Linked DNA regions of Gossypium hirsutum: region 1 is linked to region 2. The links are chromatin contacts, called in public Hi-C maps. All regions are on one chromosome and are shown on one strand. The core of a region is the stretch at or near the end of the contact, and the rest is flanking DNA. Distances in the headings are between cores, read along the strand shown.

Region 1 (5,518 bases), core at 1,772-4,271, 260 kb after region 2:
AAACAACATTGGAAAAAACTTCTCTTTCAGCGCATACTTTTCCCAAATATCCCAATCATAACACATTGTGTCAGTAAGCACTAAGCAAAGTAATATTCAGTTTACAGTCCAGATTTTGTGACTTATTAGTGCAGACAGAAGCTGCCACAAAATTGACTGGAAGCAGAAAAATGATGAGGAGCATAAACAGCAGAAATTACTATAACATAATTAGCTAATTTTCCAAGCAGAAATTAAGAGTCAGATTTTTCTGCTGTTATGTTATAGAAATTACTATAACATAATTAGCTAAATCTTCTTTCAAGCTCTTAGACTGGACAAGCTTTAGCTTTATATTTAAATCAGAATTGACAGGACAACTAGTTTGAAGACTTAAGGGTCAGAATTCAGATTTTAAAAGTACTGAGAAAATTGCAACTGGAAGCATAAAAGTTCATCCAATTTAATTATCCAAAAGTATTCTCACCATCCAAGTCCAAGACAAGAGTGGTAGGAGGGCAACTTCTGGTCTGCTTGGGTAGCAGCACAGGCCGGAAAGCAGGAATAACAGATGACAGCTCCGGTAAGTTCTTCATAAACAAGTAAGGATCAAAGTCATCAAATTCCTCATAGTATTCATCCTCCACACAAACATCAGTTGACATAGAATCTTGACCATACTCATCAATACATTCCAATTTTGAGTTTTTCATAGCCAGGTATATGGCTGAAACTTCAGATGAAAGGACAGCTCCAGAATCTGCAGTACAAATCACAGGATCCGTGTCCACAACAAGCATCTCTGCTTCAGAAGTAGACTTAAGAGTTTCTCCAGTGATATTAGCACCCAGCAAATCAACCTGTGAATCCTCGATTTCCCGATCTTGATGGATTTTTGAGTCTTACCTCCAAAGGAATTTGACAAAGTCAAACTAAATAGGATGCATTAAGATCAAATAAAAGAAAGAGCGCATAATAGGTCTTACAATTCATATGCGTGCAAACACACACACACATAACCTACCTGCACCTGCAATCTCTGCTCCGCAAATCTTAGATATGTGAAATCCAGGGGAAAATATGGTACCTGACATATGTTGATCAGTGCCCTGAAACACAATTAAAGAAATAAGCAAAATCTCAACAGCATAGATGGTTTCCTTTTATTTTTCTTTAATTGCTTTTCCATAGGAACTTCACATCTTCCTAATTAACTGACACAGGCAAAAGTCATTTTAAGTATAATTAAGATAAAGCAACATAGTCAATCACTCCCATCCCTTTGCAACCATAAAGAGGCTAAATAATATAAACAAAATAAGAAAAGAGCTAGACAAATTACCTTCTGATCTACATGAGCACCATTAACCACATCAAACCCCAGACAAGCATCAGAAGCATCATCATGCAACAACCCATATCTAGCATTTAAATTTGTAGCTCCATCAGGCACTTCATTTTTCTTTGGGAATGCTCTGGCTGAAATTTCATAAATTTTATTAACATAGCAAATTTGACAGTTAAATACAGACTTTGACTTGGAAACCACAAATTAAAACTATCAAAAGAATTTTAATTTTGCCAAAATCAATAACAAGTAAAGCATTATCACTGCAACATTTGCCTTCTAATTAAACGAATAATGAGATAAAATTAGCAACATACCAGGTTTTTGCTTCCTAACAGAAGATGTAATTAGCTCTGTTACTTTCTTCTCTGGACCTTGTACCTTTTCAGATATCTTCTTCTCCGCTCTTAAAGCCTTGGGACTGGTATGATCTCGGGAAGCATTTCTTCCAGAAATTCTTTTCTTTGTTTGCATTGGACCAAGAGTTTTGCCCCAATCTTCGGGATACTATCACTACCCAGCGTACTTGAAATAAATAATTTAAATGTCCAGCGTTACGATTCAGATTTCAAAGCATTTAGAATACACTAAAATTTTTAGAAATAAACTTGAACTTCTGTCAATCTGTCATACTACGTTCTGGCTGTTTACTGTAGACTGAAACAAGTAAAATAAAAGCCATGTAAAATCTTTAGTAACTTTTATTTAAAAATATTTTTTTTTAAAAAAAGCAAATTATCCTGAAATACTCCTAGCATATGTAAGCAATCTCATGAAAAAAAAAACCAACTGAGCCTTTCCCATTTAAAATCGTTGACAATCAAAACCAGATCATACCAGAATTCTTCGCCTAATTTTTGTGTACAAAATCCAGGCTCTGATTCTGGAATATTAACTTACCACACTATAGTCCCTTAAGAATTCAAACTTCCCTACAACATTCAAGCCAACTTCAACATGATAAATACAAAGGACCCGAAAGAACAGCAAATTACTAGTGTGAAAACAATCCACATCTAAATGAAAACCATAATAGGACATTATCCAGAATGAACATTTCAGTTTGGATGAAGAAAACTAGAGAAACCATTCCACTTAAATCATCGAATGAGGACAAAAATTTAAAAACCCTAACACACACCAGCTCCCCTAAATAGAACACTAAAGCTACAAATTTTTGCAAACAAAATCCAGAGATAGAGAAATGCATCAAATCAACTAAACCCTATTCATTCCAACAAGGATCGTCGAACCAGTACAAAAACGGAGCATTTAAGTTAATGTAAAATAGTGTTTGCATGAACGAAAATTTAAACCCTAGAGAGAAAGAAAGTTCATGGAAACAAAGCAGTTAGCAACAACTAAACCAACGAACCTGAGCTATTTAGTAACTTAAGCTAAGAAAGAAAATTGCTTACCAGATAAGATAAAATAACAAAAATGGAGACAAAGAGAGGTGCAAAAATGAGAAACGTAGAACCCTAAATTTTGTTAGAATTAGAAGGAAGGAGCTTAGTTTTGGGTGTTTTGGTTTCTTTGGAAATTTGCTTTCCCTCCAAAGACGGGGAAAGAGAGGGAAAACGAAGAGGGGGATCGAATTTTTTTTTTCTTTTTTGCCAGAATAATAGGTTAGATCGAAAAATAAAATAAAAATGGAATTTTAGTTTATTTTTCATTGAAATATTTTTCAAAATACATGTTCTTATCAGAAAATCACCTACTCGCGATTAATGTTGAAAGGACAGTACGCGCTGCATAATACTTAATTGGATAACGTGGCCTTTAGACATGGCGAGTGATTATGATTGGGAGAGTAGGAATTGAGCTTCTACGAAGCTTAAAACGACGCCGCTGGAGACGTTTCTAACTTAGAGTGGAGGGAGATATCTTAATTTGTTTTTCTTTCCCTTTTTAATTTTTATTTTACGTCCGCAGGCGCTTACAATTTGTATGTTGTTTCTTTAAGGATGCCTATACTTCTTAAATTAATTTCGTGAGCCCAAGTTTTTTCTCTAGTTCCGTAGTTCCTAATTAACCTTAATGACAACCCCACCCCCCACCCCTTTAATGTACACTTTTATTTGCTAAATTTAGCTTGTTAGATAATATAGTTTTATGAGAAAATTCATTTTGATGATGAAAATTAATACAAATACTAAAATAATGAAATGTATGATTTAAATTTAATTAATAATAAATAAAATATGTATAATCTCAAAAATAAAAATTTAAATTAAATTCTAAGATAAAATGAAACATAAACACATGAATACATCAAATTAAGAATATTAAATGAATACAATTAGTTATCACAGTGTGTTGTCATCAATCTTAAGTGAGTGTCGCGTTAATTTGTGACATCATCTCAAACAACATTTTTAATACATACAATTGATGGAGGTAATAAATTCTCCATATTAAAATAAAAATGCATGAATAACATTAAAATGAAGTTTTATTAATCTAATTGGTGTAGATTCAAATCAAACTATATGCATATTTTTATTAGTTTTTGTTAAAATAAAAAAAATCTAAAGTGCTCTTAAATAATATAACTTATTTTAATTACGAAAGAATATTTTCATAATTTTTCAAATCAAGTTGGTGCTCGATTGACTCGTGACACCAACTCAATTGAATACTTCAATAGTAATATAGATGTTCATTTTTTATGATATGTATTCATTTTTTATGATATGTATTTTTTAAATTTTGTTACTCAATGTAAAAAATACTTTTTTTATAATTTACAAATTACTCTAATATATATTTTCCACATTTACAGTATTTATCTATTCTATTGTAAAATCTTTTATTATAAGCCAATTGAGTTTTATCTCGATTGGCATCAGCATTGTTGTCAGTGAGTTCAAATGTGTTAAAACACATTTATCCTCTTATTTAAGGATTGAGGAGAGTTATGACCTAATTTTTAGGCATTATATACTAAAAAAAACTCAATTAGAAAATTATTTAAAAATAACTTTGTAAAAAAGAAATAAATATTGATATAAACTACATAATTATGAAATTTTCCTTTTTTAATTGGTATAACAACACATTTAATCATCAATACTTACACATTCTATCAATTTGGTCCTATTATACCACTATATGCGACAAGACATATGGCAAGCCTAGGAGACTTCTAAACAATAAACTTGCCTACAGAAAGCAGGGAAGACACATGTAAACTCACATTCTCGAAGGGACTATCCATACAACAGATGGCTCGATCTTCAATAGGAACATGAAATCGTTTGGTTACCAAACATCATGTGAACTCAATTGTTTTATCCTATCAGAGTTAGAAGGGAAGACAATATCTGCCCTATCACAAGCATCCTCGTCCCATCAAAGATATCCCCTCACATGCTTAGTAGTGATGGCTAGATGGCAAGTCCAACACATTAATGTCATGTTGCATGGGACGCTTGCATTTAAATATCCCCAAGAACGATGAATAGGGGACCGACCCTTCGGGGGACCGACCCTTCAAGAATACTGAGCCTATACTCTCTCAATATTCTCCCAGCCCTCAGCCTTCAAACTATTTCCACCATCATTCTTTATAGCCTCCAACTCTCCACCCTAATTGGGTGAACCGACCTTCTCAACAACCTTTCTTCTCTCATCTATATCCTTTCCTTATTTAGTCCAATATCAACAATTGGTGTGGTGAACATGGATGACATGGTCTCTCAATCCCAAAGTGGTACCCCAACTAAGCAAACTAACCAAACCAACAACCCAACTAACCAAGTCAACTTTTTTGTTCCATTCAACACCTTCATACCACCTATCCCAAGTATTTATACTAGCTTGAACTTTACATAAACTCTTCATTCTTCCTCTATTTCTACTAGAGTGCAGTTGTAGTATGCAAGTGTCTTTCTCCCCACCTTGAAACAACTAGTAAAGGCTCTGAAAGATCCTTTAGCCTCTAGCTTTACCACATTTGTTGCATCAACAAGAATTGATCCTTTGACTGATTCAACTCTCTTAGCAGTTGTAGCACCTCAGTTACAACCTAATGTGATCCCTCACAGGCTTTTGATCACATAACCCACTATTTACAAAAAGTTGTAACCTATCTCATAGCCACACCTCCTCCACCAACAACGAACCCATTATGCTAGATTAATGTTCTCACCAGTAAGCATCAGGCCCTCAGCCTCATGACTTGGAGAC
Region 2 (5,512 bases), core at 2,929-5,428:
TTGTAATTGAATACATCTTAAGATATTATATACAATTATACTTTTAACTTCTATGGAAAGGGAACTCCTATTGATGGGAAGGATAAATGTTAATCGTAACATTCGTATCTATTCCCATTTTTGAAAAAGTAGACATCAATCGTTTATTTCACTGATCAATTCTCAAGTTGCCCTATAAAGTGCCCTATATAAATATGTTAAATTTCAATTTAATGTACCAGATGTCTCAAAATACTCTAATAAAAGAAGATACATGGTATGGACCTTCTTGACAGACTTGTCAGGCAACAACATTCCTCTTACCATATAAAGTATTTGAGCTCTAACATATCAATCAATCTCATAGACTTGTCCGACAACAACATTCAACTTACCATATAAAGCATTTGAGCTCTAACATATCAACCAATCTCCTTCACAATTGCATGTGGTGGAAGGCTCGGTTTGGCAAGCCTTTTAAACCATTTGCATTTCACCCGATTCCCTTTCAATTTGTTCTCGTCCTTAAACAGAAGGACATCTAATAACCAATCTCACTCGTATGCAATGTCGATGTTACTTGCTCCAATTACACTTGTCCATCGATTGGAATGTTGGTTATTAAAGCGATATCTTCTAGTATTATAATTTCTTCTCTACATGAAAAATGTAATGTAGGCATTTTCGACCCTCCATCTTTCTAATAAAGTGAAAAGCAACTCTAGTATCATAATAGACTTTGTCTTTATTGATGCCACATATAAACCAACACTCTTGAACCGGCCTACAATACGTCTATTGACCTTAGAGAATTTTAGATTATATCTAGTACAAATAACTTGATCTTTTTACTTTTTAAAATATGAAAAAAAATTTTAATTTTACAACATCTAAAAAATATTTCCAAAAAGTTATAAAATTTTAAAAAAATTGAGTTGAAAATTTTACCATGTTGATGATATAATTTTCCTAAAATCTTGATACAATCATTATTCTCCTAAAAAAAGTAAAAGATAAAATTTCTTTTTGGGGAGTTTGAGAATATTTTTTGTTGGAAGAACAAAAAAGAAATAGGTGAGGTTTTTATTGGAGAGAGTTTGTTGTAATGGTTGTAAACTTCTTTGTATTCAATGGGTTACTCAGTACAAAGGACAAATAAAGGTTTTAGTCAGACTTCAGAATAAAGGTTTTAGTCAGACTTCACAATTTAGAATTGGACAATCATGAGTTGAATTTTTGTTTTTGGTACTGAATGAAGCGCTAAATTATAAGGGAAATTGAAAACAAGTCCTTACATCAGCACCAACTGTTGCCCATTTTATTGGCTCCATATATGCTATTAACATCGAGCCCATTTCTTCAAGTATATAAGCATTGTCTAGTCTTTTAATACCTTCAACTAGTGGCCTAATCTTATAGTTGTAAGTCGAAACCTTGCCCTCTAGGATATGTTGAAGCACTTTGCAGTTATTTTTCAGAATCTCACTTCTACTTCCCTCCTGTTTGCCTGAATCATTGCCTCACGAACCGCGAACAATGTTGCCTGTTGGAGGTCTTCTATTTACAATGTTTTATTAAACAGGAACATCAATTGTTCATTTCTATGCCTGCCCTTCCTTGTTCTCCTAGTAATCAGACTAAAGTAGTATTAAAACAATCTTATTTCAATCTTTGAAACCTCTCTCTTTTTCCTTTTGATTATGAATATTAAAGGCTCCTCTCCAACTATCGCTCAACTCCTTGGCTTTGTGAATTGTAGTTTCTACCTTAGCCTTTGTTCCCTGAAAATATCATTCATTTTTCTGCAACCATATGTTCCACAATATGCTTATCTGCTTTGAATTTCAAAACCATGTCCTTTGACATCATGGAAGTATTGGTCCTTTGAAATCTCTAAAAATCATATTGTTGATTGTAGTTTAAAATCCTCTCTTAACATGCACTCTTATAGTGATTTTACATCAATACATGTTAAGATATCTCTAAAAATATATATATTTAAATTACATCATAATAAATAATAAAAAATCACAATAATCAAGTTCAAACAACCAACGAAATCCGTTGGTGCAATGAAGAAAGAAGAAGGGTGAGCAATACTGCAGTACAACGATGTTAACTTACCGCATCTAGAAGGTAAGTTATACTCGAACTTTGACATCCAAAATATTTAGATGAACCAAAATCGGCTACGGCAATTGCCGGGCACATTATAATTCCATAATATATGTATATGTATATTTTAGAAAGAAAAATAAAAGGAAAAGGGGTTGGCGCTCCAAAAATGTGTGTTTTCTTCCTTATTCACCTCGAGAAAACTGGAAGTGGAGACAAGTGGGCTCCGCGTGGCATGATAGAAGTGGTCGACATCACTTCTTGAGATCCACGTCATTCCTTTTCACTTTTTCTATCTTTTTCTTTTTTCTTTTTGGTTTAAATCTTTCTTTTCACTAAACTTTAATAATATGATTTTTATTTTAATAACCAAAGTGTAACTCTATTTGAGGGTTTCGACTAATTTAAGAATTTTATTATTCGATCATTCAAAAATATTCTATATTAGATCAAAACATTTTATTTAATCAGATTAGTATTATAAAATAATGAAAATAGTAATAATGATATCAATTGACAAATACTAGACTAAATTATAATGTTTTATGTAGAGGATATTTATCTTTTTTTTAATGCATAGTAATATTGACAACGAATTATATGTGTTACAAGTCATGAATTAAAATTTATGACCAATACTTGCATAAGTTTTATAAAGGTGAATTAATTAATGTTGAATTAATCGATTTGTGAAACATAAGAAAAAATCTATTTATTTAAAATTTTGGTGGCTCAATAAAATATTACAGTAAAATTAGAGTTATAAAAGTAAATATTGTAAAATTTAAGGGATAATATTGTATAGAGTTTAAATCATTTAAGACTCTCATTTTGTAGATAGACACTAACTTCAGTTATTGATATAACTCAATCTGTATCGTTGGATTTGAGGGAACTTGATCATAAATAGGGATATTTACTTCATTTGTAATAATTTCATTCATAGTTATTGAATATATTTGAGAGCATTTACTTAAACATTTTATTTGCATTATTTTTTTGTGGCTTTTTAGTTTTTTTGTTGCTCATTCGCTTTAAGTTTGTTTCCGCTTTATTTCGATATTTTGGAGAAAAATTTTGAAAGTAAGTCTAATTTAAACAAATTTGAAAATAATAAATTGCCAATACCATACGAGTTATGAGACTAAAAATCTAATCTCGTAAAATAAACACATGATTGAAGGTGAAATTTAATAGAATGTTTTAAGTTCAAGAAGAAATTAATCTATTTAGTATAAAAGTGACGATTTAATTTTGAAGCAAGTAAAGTGATTTTTTAAAGATAAAGTAAAGAGATATCTTAAACGCTGATATCCTTGGACGCTAAAAACTACTTATTTATCATGTTTTAAATTGCATTATTATGGTTATAGTTTAAAAAAATAAAAAAATAATTTATATAGATCATAAAACCAACTTTATCCAAAAATTATCACAGTTGATAAGTAACTATGTAAAATTAAAATTGCTTGATTTTATAATAAAATCTACTTTTTTGCTAAATTTATAGTACAGGGATCCGTTCAAACTTTACCATTATTACTTGGTCTCTTATAAAACTTCAGGGGTAACTGGTAAAAGTAAAACAAGTAGTGGTAGGGTTGAAGTAAGATTGAGATTTTACTTCTGTTTTAGTTAATTAAAAGGGCAAAGACGGAAAAAAGAAACTTGGAAATAAATGGGCAAGTAATAAAACAAAGGAAGAGTAACTGAACATTTGTTCGTGCTGATTCATACGTTTGACCTCCTTATAGTCGTAGAACCCTGAGTTTGTAAACAAGATGGAAGGTTTCCCCCATCCGCAGCCAAAGAGCGTGGCAATCACTTTCGAACCAAGATCCCAAAACGGTCGGCGGTGTTCACGCGCCGGAATTACGTTGATTAATTTCTTTTTAAACAATAGCAAAACTGAATTACAGAAAAATAACCGAAGTTAGTTGTTTTACTTGCAACAAATTTAACCGCTTTCAAAACAAACCCACAAGCATTTTTCTTTCACCTGCACCAATTAATAAATATATAAGAGATGATAAGGTAAATCCATTTCTTTTTACCTCTCTTAGCTACCTCTTTCATATGTCTTCTTCAAGTTCAGGTAAAAAAAAAAGAAGGGATAAAAACAGTGCTCAGAGTTTTTTTTTCCCTTGATTTCATCAGTATTAAACCCGATGACGAAACAGAGGATCTGGGTCAACGGAGTTTGACCGTAGAAACTATTACTGTCCAGGGTTAAGAATGTAATTAAGCGTACCAAACAGGTGTTTCACTGTTTATTTAATATTTTTATTTGATTCGGTTCTGTCCTCGTTGTTGTTTTTATTTGATCTCTTCCTTTTAAGGCTTTGTTTGTGTCTCCCCATTCTTTTATATAAGGTTCCAGTTTTTATGTCTCTCGAGCCGCTAAGGGAAAGAAAAGAAGATCGAGAAAGTAAAAGGCTGATGATGAATGCACAGATTTTAAGATCATCTGGGTAGATTGATTTCCGATGTAGTGATAGAGAACGAGAGAGAAATGAGAACAAGGAGAGGGATTTCTTACCCCAGAGCCCATGTTTGTTTAGATGACATAGTTTTTGAAAGGAGGGATTTCGCCGGTGATAATATGGCTTGCCGGAAACGGCGAAGACTCTCGCCGGGTATTGCCGGAAAGAGAGATTTCTTTGATGTTTTGCCCGATGATCTTGTCATTTCTATTCTCTCCAAACTAAGCTCTACCGCGGCTTGCCCTTCCGATTTCGCCAACGTTTTGATTGTGTACGTCGACTTGCTTGTTTCTGAGGGGAAAGTTTGGGTTTTATTCATTTATTTTTCTTACTAATTTTTATTTATTTGTTTGTTAAACAGATGCAAGAGATTGAATAGTTTAGCAGTTCGTCCTCTGGTATTGTCCAAAGCCTCTCCAAAAATGTTTGCCATTAAAGCCAAAAGCTGGTCGGAGTCAGCTCACAGGTTCTTGAAGAACTGCGCTGATGCCGGAAATGCTGAAGCTTGTTACACGCTCGGCATGGTGAATTTCTGAAAAAGAATATATTTTTATTTTACTGCCCGATACTTTTTTTTTGGTTACTAAAATTTATTAAGTTTATATACTTTTTTTTTGGTTACTAAAATTTATTAAGTTTATATTCAAGAACAATAATATAAACATTCTCTAACGAGTTAACTGTTATGATTTGCAACAGATTCTTTTCTACTGCTTAGAAAATCGAGGGAGTGGAGCCTCTCTTATGGCTAAGGCGGCGATTAGCTCCCACGCGCCAGCGCTTTACTCCTTAGCTGTGATTCAATTCAATGGCAGCGGCGGTTCCAAAAACGACAAGGATCTTAGAGCCGGTGTGGCCTTGTGCGCTCGTGCTGCTTTTCTTGGCCACATCGACGCCCTCCGTGAGCTCGGTCACTGCCTACAGGACGGGTACGG

The links. A called contact is a pair of places that touch in the nucleus more often than the background predicts.
Region 1: a contact with region 2 is called in a Hi-C map of leaf, with 1.7 times the contacts expected there. The contact joins the promoter of LOC107897943 here to the promoter of LOC107894983 in region 2. A contact is called at or near these places in 7 of 34 Hi-C or Micro-C datasets (anther, callus, hypocotyl and 2 more).

The regions. Positions count from the first base shown.
Region 1 is chrA01:103,417,850-103,423,367 of Gossypium_hirsutum_v2.1, forward strand. It overlaps LOC107897943 (CTD small phosphatase-like protein 2), which reads right to left and starts at 3,022. Exons shown (of 8, transcript XM_016823548.2): 1 at 2,746-3,022; 2 at 1,645-1,984; 3 at 1,322-1,458; 4 at 1,004-1,088; 5 at 467-880. The coding sequence starts at 1,801.
Region 2 is chrA01:103,161,471-103,166,982 of Gossypium_hirsutum_v2.1, forward strand. It overlaps LOC107894983 (F-box protein At1g67340), which reads left to right and starts at 4,179. Exons shown (of 4, transcript XM_041112087.1): 1 at 4,179-4,352; 2 at 4,468-4,848; 3 at 4,939-5,101; 4 at 5,277-5,512. The coding sequence starts at 4,607.